Linked DNA regions of Salmo salar: region 1 is linked to region 2. Evidence: chromatin contacts called from public Hi-C data. All regions are on one chromosome and are shown on one strand. Each heading gives the region's core, a stretch centred on a gene start, on an enhancer-like site or on the middle of the called end of the contact. The rest is flanking DNA. Distances are from core to core; before and after follow the strand shown.

What was found. Hi-C and Micro-C count contacts between places; a contact is called where the count stands out from the background.
Region 1: a contact with region 2 is called in a Hi-C map of gill, with 3 times the contacts expected there. The contact joins the promoter of capn15 here to the promoter of stub1 in region 2. A contact is called at or near these places in 2 of 3 Hi-C or Micro-C datasets (blood and gill).

Annotation. Positions count from the first base shown.
Region 1 is chrssa19:58,065,752-58,071,216 of Ssal_v3.1, forward strand. capn15 (calpain 15) reads right to left here and starts at 1,965. Exons shown (of 12, transcript XM_014158877.2): 1 at 1,684-1,965. It overlaps ankfn1b (ankyrin repeat and fibronectin type III domain containing 1b), which reads left to right and starts at 4,596. Exons shown (of 24, transcript XM_014158873.2): 1 at 4,596-4,837.
Region 2 is chrssa19:57,917,967-57,923,359 of Ssal_v3.1, forward strand. stub1 (STIP1 homology and U-Box containing protein 1) reads right to left here and starts at 3,751. Exons shown (of 8, transcript XM_014158881.2): 1 at 3,407-3,751; 2 at 2,054-2,290; 3 at 1,621-1,819; 4 at 1,047-1,212; 5 at 612-690; 6 at 365-421. The coding sequence starts at 2,167.

The sequences.
Region 1 (5,465 bases), core at 715-3,214, 150 kb after region 2:
GTATGTACGTCAGCTTTGACATTGGTTTTGCATATCGGCATTAAACTAGACATCGGGCCAATGTTGGCATTTTTAGCTAATGTCGGCCGATTCCGATAAGGTCACCGATATATTGTGCATTCCTAAGCATAAGCCTTTCATTTTTGGGCTAGTTTTAATATGGAAAATGGTTAAAAAAATGTATCTATGCCTATATTTCTCAAAAATATAGACTCTTAGTTTTCATTTGATACCCAATTGATATGCTCCTATGAACTTCACATGTTTGTGCTCATGGATCCTTTTTGATGGAAATGGCCTGCATTTAGGTTGCCAGTATGGAATGCTGTCCTGACATAGAAGACAAACACAAGCGTTGTCATAGAACTTAAGAGTGGTGTGCATGTTCCCTGAAGCAAGGAGTGCTCTTCCATGTAGCAAGCTCCCTCTCAAACAGAAAGTGGTTTTCAGTAGACAAAATATGGCTATGGTGCAGTCTTCAAACACCAATTTGAAAGAGTAAGACATTTATAGATTGGAAAAGCATTACATACATTTATTTGGCAACGTTTCTTCCTTAGGCCATGTCGGTTCTATTTAGCATTTAGGAATCAGTTTGATTCTACTCTACTCTATGGTAAGCTAGCCTAGCCATAGCTGGCACCATGTAAACTGCAATTCCAACGCTTTGTTTTAACGTTAAGAAACGTCAATAATCATTGCTGGCGAAACGGTTTTCGAAACATATGGCCTTTATCTTTCATATCAGCAAGAAATAATCTTTCAAATAAAAAAAAAGATGCACTTACTGTAGCAACGTTTACAGATCCATACACTGTGTGCCGTGCTTGAAAAAGTACCCAATTATCATACTGGCGTAAAAGTAAAGATACCTTCATAGAAAATGACTCGAGTAAAGGGTAAAGTCACCCAGTAAAATACTACTTGAGTAAAAGTCTAAAAGTATTTGGTTTTAAATATAGCCTACTTTAGAATCAAAATTAAATGTAATTGCTAAAATATACTTAAGCATCAAAAGTTAAAGTAAAAATAACTTAAAATTCCATATATTAAGCAAATCAGACAGCACCATTTTATTACATTTTTTAAATTTACGGACTGCCAGGGGCACACTCGAACACTCAGAGGTCATTTACAAACGAAGCATTATTTTCTCTAGGAATGTAAGTTAGTGAAGTAAAAGTTAAAAGTAGTCACAAATATGAATTTATACTACAGATACCAAAACAACGACTTAAGTGGTACATTCAAGTATTTTTACTTAAGCACTTTACGGGAAGAAAATACCTTCATCAATAGGCGCTAAAGGTAGTTCGCGTCTATGAATGGGCTAGACTAGCCATACAGGGGCAAGCAGACAGTCAAAGCATATCATATGTTGCTTAGGTTTAGCTGGAGAGCAATGGCTAGTCCAACTACCATCACGTTCCTACCACGGGGAAATAAAATAACTTGCAACAAAGTTTATAAAAGCAACACAGCGTGACAGCTAAATTAGCTACAATGTAGCAGCAAGAAATCATTGCATAGTCAACCCATAGGATGACGCGGGACAGCGGGAGACAAGAAAGCCGGGGGACAATTGTAAACAAAGACAGCCACGAATATAGATTGGCATAATCGATATTGTCAAAGGTTTGAGTCCATTTCTGATTATACAATCTAGGTCGAAAGGATTCTTACCTCAAAACACGTAGCTGGTGATGTAAGGTTGAGGACAAGCTGCTCCTTTCTTGATTGTCGAACGTACTAACTTTTCTATATTAGCAGCCAAATGTTAAGTTCTATCCGAAATTGCAGTTTGATCTGCGTTAGCTGCTGAATACATTGTTCACCGTTACCGCCTCACTCCAGTGCATCCTTGAGCTATTTGTTTTACTAGCTAATATCTAATTTCTCGTTCCACTCCATCGAGTTAGGTATTGAATACAGTCATCATGTACGTTACCTCAAAAACACCAGGAAGGGGAATCTCCAAGGAGCCAAAGCAAAATAAAAGTACGTTTTCTACGTAGAGTTAAATCAGTTTAATTGTGTTTCTACGTTCAGTATGCGTAGAGTTCATTCGGGAATATGACCAAAATAACTACGTTTCCCTTGGTACACCGCAACTCTAATAAGTAGGATATCCGTTCCCCCTTTTTTTTACACAAATGTCGTCATCATTTGAATTTGACACTTTATTAAAATACCACTGTATTATTTTCTGACGTTGTTTAATACATATTGTATTATTGTATTGAGCACGTTATGCATAATGACTTAAGGTATTCTTGTTTTAGAATTAAAAATAATCATTATTATATTTTGGTTACAGGTAGCCTACATCTAATGTATTAGGCTACAACAGTTTACACACCATTCTATCAATAGGCACATAAAACATCACAAACAAACAAAACCCTACAGAAACCAGTGTTGGGGAGGAGTGAACTACAACTAGTAATTGGGGCAGCACTCTAAGGCACGGCATCTCAGTGCTAGAGTTGTCACTACAGACCCTGGTTTGATCCTGGGCTATCACAACTGGCCATGATCTGGAGTCCCATAGTGCGGGCACAATTGGCCCAGCGTCGTCCGGGTTAGGGGAGGGTTTGGCTGGGTAGGCCGTCATTGTAAATAAGAATTTGTTCATAACTGACTTGCCCGGTTAAATAAATAAAACAAACTCAATTTTGCAGTAGCTTAGTGGTAGTTGAACTAAATTTAAATATAGGTAGTGTTTTCAGTAGTTAATTAATTTTTTAACATGTAGCGGTGTAGCTAACTACTGGAACTAGCCTACACACTAACTACTGGAAGTATCCTACACACTACTTATTTTGCAAAAATAAAATATTGTTGTAGGCAAGAATGTCCTTTCTTTTCCGGCATCAGACCTGCCAAATTTTCACTTGAAACAGTTATTTTGTTTAAAAGGCCAAATTACACATTCTGTTAACATACACCAGGGTTGATCTGTTCTTGCAATTCGTAGAGTATGACATTTCAGATTTAGATATCATAATTTATCATGAAGTAGTTTGGATTTAGTGAACTACTTTTCCAAAGTAGCTTTAGTTAAGTAAACTATATTTTTCTTAAGGGTAGCTTTAGTGTACTTTTACTTCTTCCAGTGTGATATAATTGGTAGCTCGGTAAACTATATTTTCAGCGTAACTTCCCCAACACCGACAGAAACACATAAAACACATGTTTTACAAATACCAGTCAAATATCGAATCTCTTGGAATATCTTATTCAGTGCATTGTTAATTTTCCATTTCATTTCATGTTATGTGAAAATCACAGGGTCCCACAAACAAAGCCATAATAACTGTCCCGACTATTCTTATTATTTTTGCAGACATATGCTGTCATCTAGTGGCACTTACGTGCACCATTCGAACAAAACTAACAAAACTAACAGATATTATATTTAAGAAATACAAAGCTCTTCCCAACTCAGTTGACGCATATAGAATAGAATAGAATTTAAAAAAAATCTCCAGAACTAACTTCAGTTCTGGCATTGGTATTAATAAACATGTAACAGCAAGATACACCCCCCCAATTATTAATAGATATAGGGTCAACGTCCATGACATGCCTTGAGCGCGTTACACGCATATCGGGGTCTCAAATTCATCTCAGCTAATCCGAGTTGAAGATATCTCTTTAAAATGGTAATGTCAAAGTCCCTGGCTGTAGGCTAGGCATGAATGAATAGCCTAATATCATAAAGTAATAATGTTATCATTCACTAGATGTAAATTATAGACCTTTGAAGTCTCCTTTATGATGACAGTCTTTGAACTCATATACACATTTTTTTCATGGCCTTTAAAAAAAAAGGTAATCCCTTCGTGTAGAGTGGACTGATGCCAACAGAGGATTCTGTTTCAGCAATCGTAGGATAATATTTCATTTTAATGTCTGACTGCCTGAATAAAGAAATAGACCTAAAGAAAATAATAAATATTAGTATTATGTATTTGTTTTTACAATTTGTTAGAGGACATCTAACATCAATAAACAGTTTATACATATAATTAATGCAGGGGTTTTCTACGACATCAACATTTGCTAAAATCTGTGAAAGGGCTAATAACATATTTAACCAAAGACATGCCTTGTAAACGACTTTTATTTTACGTCAATGTAGGGCCTAAAGCTTAAATGCACAAACCCTTTTGCATAGCATGTGAAAGAATTTGTGAGCACGGATAATCTCTAATGCTGGTGTCACTCCATGTGTTTGAACCGCGGAAGGTTCAAGGATTATGTACGTCAGAGTTATGACTTTAAAGTGTGTCATGACAGAGATTGAACAGGGGCTATAGTATTCATTCTACGTCAATTGTACTGTAATACGTTTTGAACTGGTCCTAAAACCATTTGATTTATAATCAGATTTTGATCTCTCTTTCTCAATACAATAAATGGCACCGTTATCAAGTGGGAAATTAAAAGAAACTTCAAATTAAACATATTTTCTTAAAATAAGGGTTTTCGATAATGTATCAAAGGGCCCATGTGTGTCGGGAAACGTTGTTCAGGCGGAGTTCTAGTGAAGTGAGGCGGAGCGAGCAATCCTTTCAGGGATGAAACGCGGGCTGAAGAATAATGAATGAGAGAAAACTGGGCGGAGAAAGTTAGACTTGATTTTCACATGTCTCGAGAAATAAGCTCTTAGTGCCATGGTAAATTTACTTTTTTGGAGTAGTAGGACAGCTATTCTACAGTGGATATTTATTTGACTTTTATTTGACTGTAAAGTAGCCTAAATAAACGAACATTCTAAAACGGTCTGGACTGGAGTTAGCCACTTGGATTGGAAGACTTCTTTGTGAAGAAGGTATGTGAATGTGATGAAATGGGATTGGAACACATTATTTCTTGCGCTTGTCGCTTTGAAAGACAGTGCACTTGTTCTGCCTTTGTTTGACATTCCAGAGCTCTGGGTTATGATGCACTTTTTATACATTCCAAATGTAGCCTATGCTCCAATGTTTTAGACCAAGCAACTAATTACATAAGTAATTTATTCGGGTTTTTAGAGTGTGTATTGTTTTCAAAGGCCAGTAGCTCAGCGTACACACTGTTGTCATGACAATGCTACGGAAACAGCGCATGGCAAGTTTGTTAGCCGCTACTGCGTTGAACTTCTATTCAACTACAGCCATTCTAGGCACTTTACAAATCCACTCTCACTACAAACTAAGTCTACTTTCATTGGCTATGAAGTCTGGAATGTCATGGTTCATGACGCCAAATCTTTTAAATCCAAACGTTCTATTGGGTGTTAGCTAGGTTCTCAAAATGAATCTTTTTTTCTCTGTCCAGCTGCACTTGCTGATGTTTGACTCGTGTTGTAGCCTATTTATTCAACAACACATGGCCATAATTATACAACTTGCAAATAGCTTTATTTAATAAGTTGTTGTTTTCTATGTAAAGAAGAATAGTTAATAGTGGTTAATAAC
Region 2 (5,393 bases), core at 2,501-5,000:
TCGACAAGCAACTTGAGGTGGTGGTTGCTGTAGAAACAGCTTGGATTGGAAATAGGAGGTGGAGTGCTAGTCTATTTTGGTAACCATAACACATCTAAGTGTCAAAGCAAGGGGGTGGGTCAGACCCAGCTGATCAGAGAAACAGAGTGTGGACAAATTGTATGCGTTTCTCTAAATGAAATTGTGTGACATTTTATGAATAAGATCGAATATGTATTGTTATTTCAGTAATGCATAGAGCTGTGTTGTGCTACGGCTAACAATAATGAATAATCAGTAAGATTTAGTGAAGTTAGTCTGGATTGAAGGTTGTTCACAATCGTAGTAAACGGTGTGTTCAACTAATTTAAAATGTATCACTCACTTTTCTCTTCTCGTCCACTTGTGAAAAGAGCTCCTCCATGTCCATAAGGAACTTGTCCTATTCAGGAGAAGAGCAGAGAGTTGGGTGAGGGCTAGCACAGAGCACTAATACAAACGCCCCTCAATATTAATGAGATATGGAGAAATAGGCAACATGACGGAAATTCAGTTACACGACACCCGTGCTCAATACTTTAAAAGCAACTGGTCCCTGCATATTGACATAGGAGGATGTAGACATAACTTACATGTTTTGATTTGAGCTTGACGACGTCGCTGCCACTCGGATTGTCCGCCTCTTTGTTTTCCCGGCAATCCGCCACTTCCCTGAGAAAAATATAAAGACGTAGCATTTCCTTAAATCACTCACTAAAGATCCCAAGATGAATTGGGACAGAAAACACACCCGCAAATTCTAATGCATTAACCAGACTTATTCCCCAAGATTTGCACCAACATCTCAACAATTTTATTATCACACATGATTACGCATGTGTAGAACACTGGGCAGGATATGTAGCAACTCATTTAATGTCATTCAAGGGGGTTCTGGCAATGAACCTACAGTATACGCAATGAACTTGAATGCTTCCCCATAGGAAATGGAATATCAGTGCAGGCATTTTGCTCATACACTAGTATGAGTCTCTGTCTAAGAGCGTTGCTCCAGGTCCCTCCCTCACCTCTCCTTCTCAGCCAGGATGAGTTTGGTGAGATAGGCAAGCAGCTCGTTCTCCTGGTTGATGCGCTTCTCCTCGATGCTGTTCCAGCGCTTCTTTTTGGCGAGCCGCAGGGCACTTGGGATGTCGTCTCCAAAGTTCAGCCTTTGCTCCTTGGCCAGGTTGTAAGCTGCCCACAGAACGGGCCGAGATATCATTAATGTTGTCCATTGAAAGTAAGAGCTTAAAACTATTATGAGGCCTCTTTTCCCCATCTACAGATCTTAGCATTATACAAGAGAACATTTTAGTTGCACTACAACAATCAAAACAATTTCAGTTTAGTACCATTACACAGTACTCGGCACCTCTGAGGTTTAGTTAGATTGCAGCACAAAGCATTCTAACTACCACTCAAAACAAAAATGCACATCAATGTTGTGTTGCAATACTGAGGGGGCCATTTAAATACCATCCATATATTTATTTATTAACTTTAAAAGACAAACTGAGCCTATATTGGTACTGCTACTCTGACTTTGTGAAGGCCCAGGCTTAATCCGTGTCCGGGAAACTGGCCCTGAGGGTTGATCCTGACCTCTCTGCAGGTTGCCGATGGCCTCGTCGTAGTTCTCCAGCTCCAGGTGACACTGGCCCAGGAAGAAGTGGGCCTTGACCGACTGGGGGTCCATCTCCAGTGCGTGCTTGCAGTCCGCAAGGGCTTTGTCGTGCTGCTGCAGCTTCAAGTGGCACAGAGCCCGGTTGGTGTAGTACACCGCCACCAACGGGTTACGGTTCTGTTGGCAGGATACACACAAAACACAAACATATTGCACAGGCTACTGTTGTAAGGGTGCATCCGTCCAGCGTATAGGCTACTTTCTATACATACATGAATCTATTCACAATAGGTGAATAAGTCAGTGTCAATATCTCATGTCATACCCTTTCAAAGCAAGCGGACAAGTCTAGCCATGTCAGCTACTACTACATCATCTGGCAGAAAGGGAGGGAGGTAGCTCGCTACTCACGATGGCTTTGCTGTAGCAGGTGGCAGCCTCCTGGTACTTGCGGCAGAGGAACAGCCGGTTGCCCTGTTCCTTCAGCTCCTGTGCCGTGGAACTCTTCTCCGGGCTGCCTGCCATCTTCTCCGGTGGCTCCGCGGCGCCTGCTCCGCGCTGCTTCCCTATCCTGTTCCCCGTCTCTCCGGCTGGCTAGCTGTCAGGTGAAAGAATGGCCAGGCCGTCTGTTCTTTGTCTTCTCACCAACTACAAACGAAAGATGGGCAGCGTCATGCAACAGTCAATGCCTTGCTGCTGCAATGCACCTGCACTGCATTGAGCGCTTTTGATGAGGTGCAGTCGCTGTGGCAACTCATAAATTGAGCAGCAAATCCATGTCAAGTCCCGAAAGTTAGCTAGGTCAAGACTATAACGTTAGCTATGCTTGCTAACGTTGGTCCATGTCGCAACGGAAAAAATAAGGTAGTTAGCTAACCTAATATTGGACTAAAGGAGCAGAACATTACTCCTTACGCCAAGGAAGCCACAACAGTCAAATACTCAACTGCGGTACGGTTCTAGAAACATAAATCGCTCTACTTTCATATCACATCAAAATCATTTAACAAACTAAAAATACACACTGCCTGTACATCGTTTTAACCGGATATAACACAGTTCCAGCACAAAGTATCTTTCAGTGACAAACGTTTGTGTCTACCGTTTACACACAGGTGTTACGAGACGCACGTAGTTACAGTAATTAGCAGTTTGTCTGCCCACTGTCTGGTCTGTTTCCCGTAAACAAGAGCTGTAACATGGAAATGTGCCCGTGAGGGAGCAATAACACTATAAAAAGGTGTGTATCAACTTAACCTTTTGATTTATTTTATAAAATGATTTCTCGCCGATGTCAAAGATAATGTATTTATGCTTCCAAAATCGTACTGTTAATGTTCAGACCGAGCGTCGCTGCTCTTAACAAAACTTCACCCTACAGAAGACGCCTTCGTCCAATTATTTATGTGAAATGTACTGTAATGGAACTGTGAGTCATGGTCAAGGGCTAGCAACGGTGGTTAGCTAAGAAGGTAATTTAGCTAGCAAACTAACCTTAAAGCTAGCTAGAGTGGACTTTCCCCACCATGAGTTTGCGGTTGACTGAACTCGAAATTATGGCAAATGTATAGTACTTAGCTACATTGCAACGTCCAAATCCCTGAAAACCTCACACCACCCCCCCGCGAATAAACTACTAACGTTAGCTAACTTACTTTAGCTAACTAACGTTAGATGGTTAGCGAGCTAACGGCTAGCCTACCTCAAATATGCGGTTATTTATCTACTACTAGCTCTACACAACATAAACATCTGTAACCTCACCTTCTCAAAGTAATTTCACATACAGGCGGTTGATGTGCCAGTATCTTTCGATTTCAATTCTTAATTTATTTGCTTTTCCCATTGAGCTGTCACGACAGAGCTGACAAGAGCTAGCAAGTTTGTTTTTATGCTGACGTCATGATGTAGACGACGGAAACCCGCGAGGTACGCTTAAGTGAAAATACATGTCGAATAGATGGCACTCTTTGACATGTCATGAAATTATATATGCTCATGCAATTCAGAGCAATAATGGGTGTAAATGATACACGTTTTTAATATGTGTTATTTGATTCCGTATCATCAAAGTCAGGGTTGGTCTGATTGCCTTTCCGCAGCAACTGAGGCTCACATCACGTGTCTAGCTTAGCAGGGTTGGGTCTGACCAAGTTTCTGAAAGCAGCCCAGGAAGCGAAATTTCGTTTCATAGTATACCCGAAGGCAAAGTCATTGGGCGCGTTCGAGCGGATCACTTTTGTCATGACGTTGATCAACGTTGGTCACCGCCTTTCAACATGTGTTTGCATTATGGGTATAAACATTTTCCGACTTGCGACTACATGCATAGAGGAAGACCCAACTCGGTGGAAAATCTGTCTCCCTCCAGCAGATGGCGTTTTTCCGTTGTTTTTCCCCACCAAGCAAGGAGTTTTTTAATGGAGGTCAATGAAAGTCGAATTTGGTCAACAACAAAAAGTATGGCTTATTTGCTACGTCAGGTCTATTTGATTGAACAGAAGTTTCGTAATTCTTACGAGTGTACTGACATAAGTAGGACAATAAACACTTTATATTGGAATTGGCTATGCATATTCATGACATGGGGCTAGTAGCATAGCATCTCTCCATTGAATGCAGACGGTTGTCGTCAACAACCCTCTTCGAATATTCAAAAAAGGTTTACAATAATGAGATGTATCCAGCAATCCAAAGAAATTATAGGCGGGAGCTAGACAGCCTGCCGTGCCGCTTTGCGGACAACGACTCCCATTGTTAGGGTGGAGAGATGTATCTTGTCAGTATAGAGTACCACTGTATGGTACATTTCATTCAGCAAAATACTTTTTTCCCCCTAATTATCTTGCAAATCTCAATTTTGGATGAGACTGACTTTATGACCAACATGATCCTATTTACACTTTGTAGTACATTTTGACACTAGAATAAACGTTTGACTAATATTGATCCCATATAGGCCATTTTCTACCAGAGAAGTTGTTTGCCTTCAGTTTTGAGGGAGCGTCCAATTGGCATGCTGACTGCAGGAATGTCCACCAGTGCTGTTGCAGATAATTGAATGTTCATTTTTCTACCGTAAGCCACCTCCAAAGTCATTTTAGAGAATTTGGTATAATACCCATGAAACCTAGCGGTCTGTTACGTACCGGCTCAGAGTTCGCAACAAAAGGGAGACAACGTGACAAGGAGTATCAAAATATATATTTATTAAATAAAGTAACTAAGTAATTAACAATGGTGTGTGTAATCAGTAGTGTGTGTGTTTTGCATGCATGAATGTAATAATGCAAGGTGTTGAAAGGTGCCAAAGCAACAAAAAAAACCCCACAACTATCACAACTACCAAAAACAACAAGGTGTCTGCATGGCGAGAGTCTCCCCAATGAATGTGGAAGACGTCCATTTATCATGGGCCACACCCGGGCCCAGGTGTCTCCCATGTAGCTGACGACCCTCCCAACTCCGCCCACCGGCATCCTAATAAGGAAACAAGAGCAAAGAGAGAAAATACGGCAGACAGAGTGGGAGGGTCGTCACAGTCAGACAGGGAAATGGTTCCAATAATTTTCCTACCATACATTTAGGGGATTTTAGAAACACGTAAAATAAGGGCTGTGTTTCATGTAGGCTTACCCGGGCGTGATGTTTTGATAACTGTGTAAATCTCTCTAGGACAAGGTAGCTTTTATCAATATATTCACCTGTATTTAGCCCACCCAAAATGAAATGCTAATTAGCTGCTAATGTG